2 separate regions of the Gossypium arboreum genome follow, and region 2 is linked to region 1. The links are chromatin contacts, called in public Hi-C maps. All regions are on one chromosome and are shown on one strand. Each heading gives the region's core, a stretch centred on a gene start, on an enhancer-like site or on the middle of the called end of the contact. The rest is flanking DNA. Distances are from core to core; before and after follow the strand shown. Region 1 holds the start of LOC108473556 (mitotic spindle checkpoint protein MAD1). Region 2 holds the start of LOC108470611 (cation/calcium exchanger 4-like).

Evidence for each region. A called contact is a pair of places that touch in the nucleus more often than the background predicts.
Region 2: a Hi-C map of leaf shows a contact between it and region 1, with 3 times the contacts expected there. The contact joins the promoter of LOC108470611 here to the promoter of LOC108473556 in region 1. A contact is called at or near these places in 2 of 5 Hi-C or Micro-C datasets (both in leaf).

The regions. Positions count from the first base shown.
Region 1 is chr6:16,130,133-16,133,961 of ASM2569848v2, reverse strand. LOC108473556 (mitotic spindle checkpoint protein MAD1) reads left to right here and starts at 1,839. Exons shown (of 15, transcript XM_053029724.1): 1 at 1,839-2,192; 2 at 2,377-2,476; 3 at 3,422-3,582. The coding sequence starts at 2,004.
Region 2 is chr6:16,328,963-16,332,550 of ASM2569848v2, reverse strand. It overlaps LOC108470611 (cation/calcium exchanger 4-like), which reads left to right and starts at 1,517. Exons shown (of 1, transcript XM_017771970.2): 1 at 1,517-3,588. The coding sequence starts at 1,835.

The sequences.
Region 1 (3,829 bases), core at 590-3,089:
AGAATAAACATGAAGAACAATTCAAGAGAATAGAGTTTAGAAAAAGTTTGATTTGTATTTAAATTTAAGCGTCAAATCCTCATAGATTTTGATTGAACTTCACAAATCTGATCTCTCCACAAAAGTAAATAACCAAAATTGAAATAAAATCTAAACCTAAGAAAAGAGAAAAACTAAATATTAGATTTAAAGAAAAAAATATACAATATGAAAGGTGTGTATAACATGTGTTAAATGAGCCTATTTATAAACTTTAGGGTGGTCGTCGTCCCTAACCCTAGGTCAGGTTGTCCTCGTGCTTAACATTTGATTGTGCAGACCAAAATGTCCCTAGCTTGTAATTATTTCAAGTACAGAGGTGATGTCGCGAGACACCAATTCCTGTGTTGCAACATCAAGGGCAGTATGCTCATATTCAGGATGTCTTCAGGGGTATGTTGCGACATTGAAGGCAGTCTTAGAATTCTTCTATTCTACTCCTTATGTTGCAACATCCAATGCTTTGTGCTGTAACCCAGTAACCAGTATCGAGTTAACACGCCTTCTAATGATCTCCTATATGCTCACAAAGTCTATTAGCTCACATTCGGCTTCTAAGGTCAACAAAAGACTCAAATTACACACTTTATTGAACTTAGCTAAACTTATGAAAATGTAATTAAAACTTAACTAAAATACTTATGTTCAAGCTCCTAAAGTGCGAAAACTAGTTTAATTTGCTATACCAAATTACGGCAGATCAACATGCAGCAAAAGTAAGAAACCCTTTTTAGAATCACTCAATCACATCAAACCTTCAACAATTGAGAAGTCATAGGAAAATTAGGCACCTGAATGCCTCGAACAGTTGAATGACAACTCATTTCTTCGTTCTTTGTCGTATAGGCATAAGCTGTCGTCTCTATAGGTACACCAGCTTCACGAAGTTGCAAGTGTTCATTCTTTGAACCACTATGGTTACCCTGACCACTAAGACCACCTCTTCTTACCCTAATCATAATACCTAACTAAATCTAGAATGACTAGAAGGAGTATTTGAAAATTTTAAGAAGTTTACCTTAAATCATGACTGTTCTTCTCAACAACGTCTCTTTCTCAAAAATTTCAAACCCAAACGGTTCAAATTTAGGGTTAAAGTCTGATCCTTTTAAAGAAATTCAAAGCATTCAAAGCATGAAGATTCACATATCCAAGAGCGAAGGCTCAATTAGCATCGTACAACTGTACATCCCTTTAACATCTGACAAAACTTGAACAACAATTTTGAGTGAAGTGCATATATAATAAGTTTCATTCTTATAAATCCCTCACTTCACTTAACCAAGTTCTAAGAAGAGCCACTTTATAACTCTTATTCAAACTAAGTGGAAGACAAATTGTTATGGTGTCCGCTATTATCGGCCCAGTACCCGGTTACCTGATTGGAACCTACTTGTAATCTGCATAGTTCACATCTTTACATGAGTTCACACATAGTGAATTCGTGGTGAGTTCGTATCCTTTCATGAGCTCTATAAGGTAGGTTCGCATCACTATGCAGGCAAACGAACACCTAGAGAACACGTGTGGATCTTAGAATAAGGTACGTGTTGGCATTCATGGGAGCCTACTTAGGACGTTATGAACCGTATCATATAAATAAATAAATTAACCCCCTTTGAGAGACAGACACACAAAAATACTCAATAGGCTTAATTTATTTTTTGGTATTTTCTTGAGAACTTTTTATCCTTATAATTTTTTTAATGTCAAAAGGACCAAATCAGTGATCCGCAAAAAACCTAATCTGAGTAAAAAACAAACTTTAAGGATCAAAATAGGAAAAAACTATATATTTAGGGACTAAATGATGCATCAAAACTATTTGGTCCAGAAGTGACGGGCGCTTTGTCATTGCCCGAACATAGAATAGAAATGCGCCATTTTCCTTTCTTCCAAATTTGATTTTGAATTGTTGAGAAAAAGAGAGAGAAACCCTAGAAATTTGAATTTGTGGAGACAATATGATCCTGAGGACTCCACCACCCAAGAAGCAAAGAGCCGAACCCATACTTCACGAGAGTCCGTCACCGCAAGTAGCTTCCGAGGGACGTCTCGTCATCTATGAGGACAATCCTCTGGCGGCGCCTCCGCCGGAGTCGCCTCACCAGCCCTCTGATCACCTCCTCTGCACTTATCAATGCCGACAGATGGTAGTCTTGTGTTAATTCCTGCATCAGTTAGCATTCATATTCCAATTTGCTTTTTTCTTTCTTGCTTTCTTTCTTAATTTCATTGTTTTATTTTCTTAGGTCAAAGCAGATTTTAGCATTCATATTCCAATTTGCTTTTTTCTTTCTTGCTTTATTTCTTAATTTTATTGTTTTATTTTCTTAGGTCAAAGCAGATTTTATAGATGCCTTGAGCAATGCGGAGAAGCAAATTCGTGATTATCAGTCCAAACTAGAGATTTTAAATGAAAACCTTTCTAAAGCCGGTAGATTATATCTACACTTTGGTCTTGTGAATTTGTTAAGTACACTTCTATTTGTATGGATATTGCATTTTTGTGCATATTTTGCAAAATGACGAATGCATTAAGTTTTACTCAATGCTGTTGTTCTTTTCCCAAAGGACTTTCCGCGTGTGTTTATGCTTCATTTACTTGTTTGTGTTTTGCTTTCTAGGATAAGATATCGCAGAAAAGATAAATTGTAATTAATTAAAATTGAAGAAATGACTGAAGTGCAATACCGATTCTAACATAGATTAGTTATTCAATACAATAGTAAAGTCATACATTCATTTTGTCCTGAAAAGAAAAACAGCATTTCAACTATTCTGAAATGTCCGAACCCTTTGTCCTTTGTGCTTCAACAAGTAACAAGCAAATAGCAAAAACAACAACCAAATGGTACCTTAATATTAACAAAAAGTTCTTATATAAAGGGCTGACTTCTCATTTGTTCGTGCATAGTGATTTATAATTTACATTCTGTTTACTTTTACCAGTTGTTTTATAGTGCTGAAGGCTTATAGGGTTCCCATGAGGGGAAAGAGGAAAACTTATGAGGTTGCGGTGAGGTTTTGAACATCTTAAAATAGATGCTTAACGCAATTTAAAATGCTAATAACGAGCTACCTGTGGTTGGCCCCACTAATATTGTCATGATAAAGTTCAAAGCTCTGATCCAAAAATTCGTATAATAACAAGCTAGTAAATTTTATTCAGATTCATCTACTGATTTTTTTTGTTCAAATCATATACAGGTGTTGCTTAAGAATTTCTAATTAAAAATTTTGCTATTTGAGTTCATACTCTTTTGAAAATGGTAAAAAAGGAGCTTCTTGCTTTGGCATGTATTTTTTTGGTGTTTGATCATTTGAAATTAGATCTTGCATGATACATTATTTTACACTGATATAATCGTAATCTTTGCAGAAGCGGAAAGGAAAAAGTTTAGGGATCAATTCCTTTATGCAGAACAAGAGCTAGCTGCTGCAAAAGGACGTGAACAGATGCTGCATGACCAGCTCTTGAAGGAAGTCAATGATTCACAGGAAAGATTCAAAAAGCAGTTAGAAACAAACAATGAGCTTAAGGTACCATTTTTTTAACTTGTAAGAGGTTGATAGAAATATCCTTTCCTCTTTGAATGTTTAATTACCTTTTGCATTAATTATGAATAACATACACTAAGAAGTCTTTTAGAACATATGCAACCATTAAAATGCATCAGCTGATCAGAAAGCACAGTAAGTTATGATACTATTGATAATTGTGTTTACAGTATAATTTGTTTTTTGTATTTAAAAATTGTGCTAACAAGGTATCCTCTGCAACACCAAA
Region 2 (3,588 bases), core at 268-2,767, 200 kb before region 1:
TGTTTTAAAACATTCCAAGTTTTAGAGTCAATAAAATTAGCTTTGCTAATCTTTTAATTGAATTTATAATGTATAATGAATGTTTAAGATATTATCTATCTATAATATATATATAAAAGCATGAATTTAGATAAAGTTTTGAATAAATAAAAATATTCTCTCTTTTTTTATCATATTATTAGATTGACAACTAAAAATAATTATAATTTAATTTAAAAGTTTTAGTTTTTATTTAAGTATTGTAATAATTACAAATTGTATTGACATCTAAATATTAATATAAGGTTAACTTGAAGTAGTATTTGTGATCACCATTAAGTGTTGGGTGCATTTGGTAAGACCTATTACATTCTCAAAAGAATGTAAATTCAAATTTTGGAGACAAGATTATTGAAAATGGTAGTCACAAATCCCAAACACTATCTCAGTAAACCGAGATATAGCGAATAAAAAAAAAAAGTATGGTAATTAAAAATTTTACTTATACCGAAAAATTTGATTTAAGCTTTAAATATTTAGTAAATTTGTTAAAAATATTTTTGAAAGGATAAAATGTTTATTGTAGATTTGATATTATAAAGTAAAAATATAAATTTAAATAATATTCAAATTTATAATATTATGATATATAAAATACATCAACTTAAATTATTATAAAAATATTAAAATACTTTATTGTAACTCATTATTAATATTTTAATATATGAGACATAAATTTTAAATTTATTTTAAGTAATAAATATAATTTAATTTAAATCTTTTAATTGATATTTAAATCTAATTATAATTTAATTTAAGTTTATTAGAGGCAAAGTACTATGTTAAATCAATTAAAAGAAAGATTGTTGTAAAATTGAGTTTTATTTTATCCATTAATTATCACTTAATTAATATTAGAGAATATTATCAAATAGTTAAACACATTCAATCAAGTAGCATATGGAGATAATTAGTAATAATAAGTTAGTAGTCGAATCATATTCGAACAACAATAGTATCGAAAAGAGATTGAAAATTTATTTAATTGATTATAAGGTAATATAACATTAAATTTGTCCTCTTAGTTCCAAATTTCTATATTAATTTTAATAATTTATATATTAATTCAATTTTATTTTATCTAATTATTTAATATTTTATTATCAATTATTTTCTATTTTCATTACTTTTAAAACATTTTATTCTCTAAATTATTTATCAAAAATAGTAGAATTTTATTATAAATTATACCTATGTTCATTTAATTAGTAAATATATATATTTTAAATTGTAAAATTATACCATTTAAAGAATTAGAAATATAAACACATAAAAATTACGTATAATATTTTTAAATAAATTAGTGAAACCGATTGGATTTTGCAAACCATGATTCTCTTATTAATAAAGCATGAAATTAACACGAGTAAAATAGTTTTTCTTAATTGAAAAAAATAACTTTTAAATTTTATAAAAATGTAATAAAAAATTAGCACTCATTAAAAAATAGTATATATTAATATAAATAATAAAGGGTGATAAAGAAAAGGAAAAAATAGCAGTCATGAGAAATTTCTAACCAACTTCTCCTCCAAATTAATTTTTTCAAAAATTCCCTGATTATTATTGTCAACGAACTTCTGCGTTGGAAAAACTGTCCCAAAAAGAGCCATTAAATTCCAGTTCCTCTTTAATCTTGGGGTCATCGGTAAGTATCCTAAATTTCATATTCATTTTCTCTTCTGAATTCAAAGGCTGGGGTTTCCTAGTTCCTTAGCTGAAAACCCTAGCCTAATTCACTTTGTAGGAATTTTTAAAAGCTTGATGTTTTATTTTAGATAAAGAGATTTTATTTATGAGTAATAATTGTCTTTATGTTTCAAAAAGTCCCAAATTTCATGGGATTTTCAATGGATTATCTGCCATTATTCTACTGTTCTTTTTTTGCACCCGGGTTGATTTCTTAAGGAACCCTCACATTAGCCAATCGTCTGGGCTTATTAATTATAATTTGAATCAAAGAACCGTACTTGATCACGTCGGTATAATTCGTCGAAAAATTAGCGAACTTGATGCCAGTTCGTCAAATTTAGCTTTTGGGAAGGGCCAGCAGAATGAGTTGAATGTAAGCTTGGGCCATCCTGTTTTCTGTACCGGATTGAATAATCATCAGGGTTTTGCTAATCAATGTGAGTTCCTGGAATCGAATCCACAGTGTTCTTCAGATGGATTCTTTGATTACATTAAGTTCTTCTATTGTGGTTGTGGAGAATTTAGGATAGTGGGCTATTTGATATTGGGTGTTTGGCTTGTTTCTTTGTTTTATCTTTTGGGTAACACTGCAGCGGACTACTTTTGCCGTTCATTGGAGAAGCTTTCATATCTGCTTATGTTGCCTCCAACTGTTGCTGGGGTTGCACTCCTTCCATTGGGAAATGGGGCACCGGATGTGTTTGCAAGTATAGCTGCATTTTTGGGGACGGATACAGGTGGAGTGGGTCTTAATAGCGTGTTAGGTGGTGGAGTTTTTGTTACTTGTGTTGTTGTAGGGGCTGTCTCCCTTTGTGTAGCGGGGACCGGGGTTCAGATTGATAAAAGATGCTTCATTAGGGATATCTGTTTCTTCCTTTTTACGCTCATGTCACTTACAATGATATTGATAATTGGCAAGGTGAGTATTTGGGGTGCCATTGCATTTGTCATGATCTATGTGATTTATGCATTTTCTGTGGTTGCAAATGAGATTCTGTGGAAACATACTGGGGGGTTGAAATTGGATGTTGTTACACCATTGCTTCCTGTCCGAGGAAATCTGTTTTCACAAGGAAACGAAGAGGATACTTTTCTTTATAGTTATCTGCTGGACGTGGACACTGGAAATGATCCACCCCATCTACCTAGTTCCCTGCCACAATGGATGTGGGCTTCAAATGTTGCTATATATTCCAATCAATTCATGAAAGCCAGTCCATTAGCTGAAGACAGGCCTCCATGGGGTTGGACTGAAGAGGGCATGGAAACTAATGAGTCACCATTCTCTTGCTCTAAATTATTATCGCTCCTGGAGTTGCCGCTGACAGTTCCAAGGAGGCTAACAATTCCTCTAGTTGATCAGGAATCATGGTCAAAACCATATGCTGTGGCTAGTGTTTCATTGGCTCCTGTTCTGTTAGGATTTCTGTGGAATAGCAAAGGTGATGTGGGCTTTGAGAGTCGAGTGATCACATGGTGTCTCAGTGTTGCAGCTGGTTGCACACTTGGTATTCTTGCATGTAAGCATACTGCATCCGATCATCCGCCTCGGAGGTTTTTAATTCCATGGGTATTTGGGGGATTTTTTATGAGCATTGTCTGGTTTTATATGATTGCGAATGAGCTTGTTGCTCTGTTGGTAGCATTTGGTGTGATATTTGGAATTAATCCTTCCATTCTTGGAGTAACTATTCTGGCTTGGGGCAATTCAATGGGTGATTTGGTGTCAAATGTTGCACTGGCAATGAATGGTGGTGATAGTGTGCAGATTGCAATGTCTGGCTGCTATGCGGGTCCTATGTTCAACACACTTGTTGGTCTGGGCATCTCATTGCTGCTTGGAGCTTCATCAAAGAG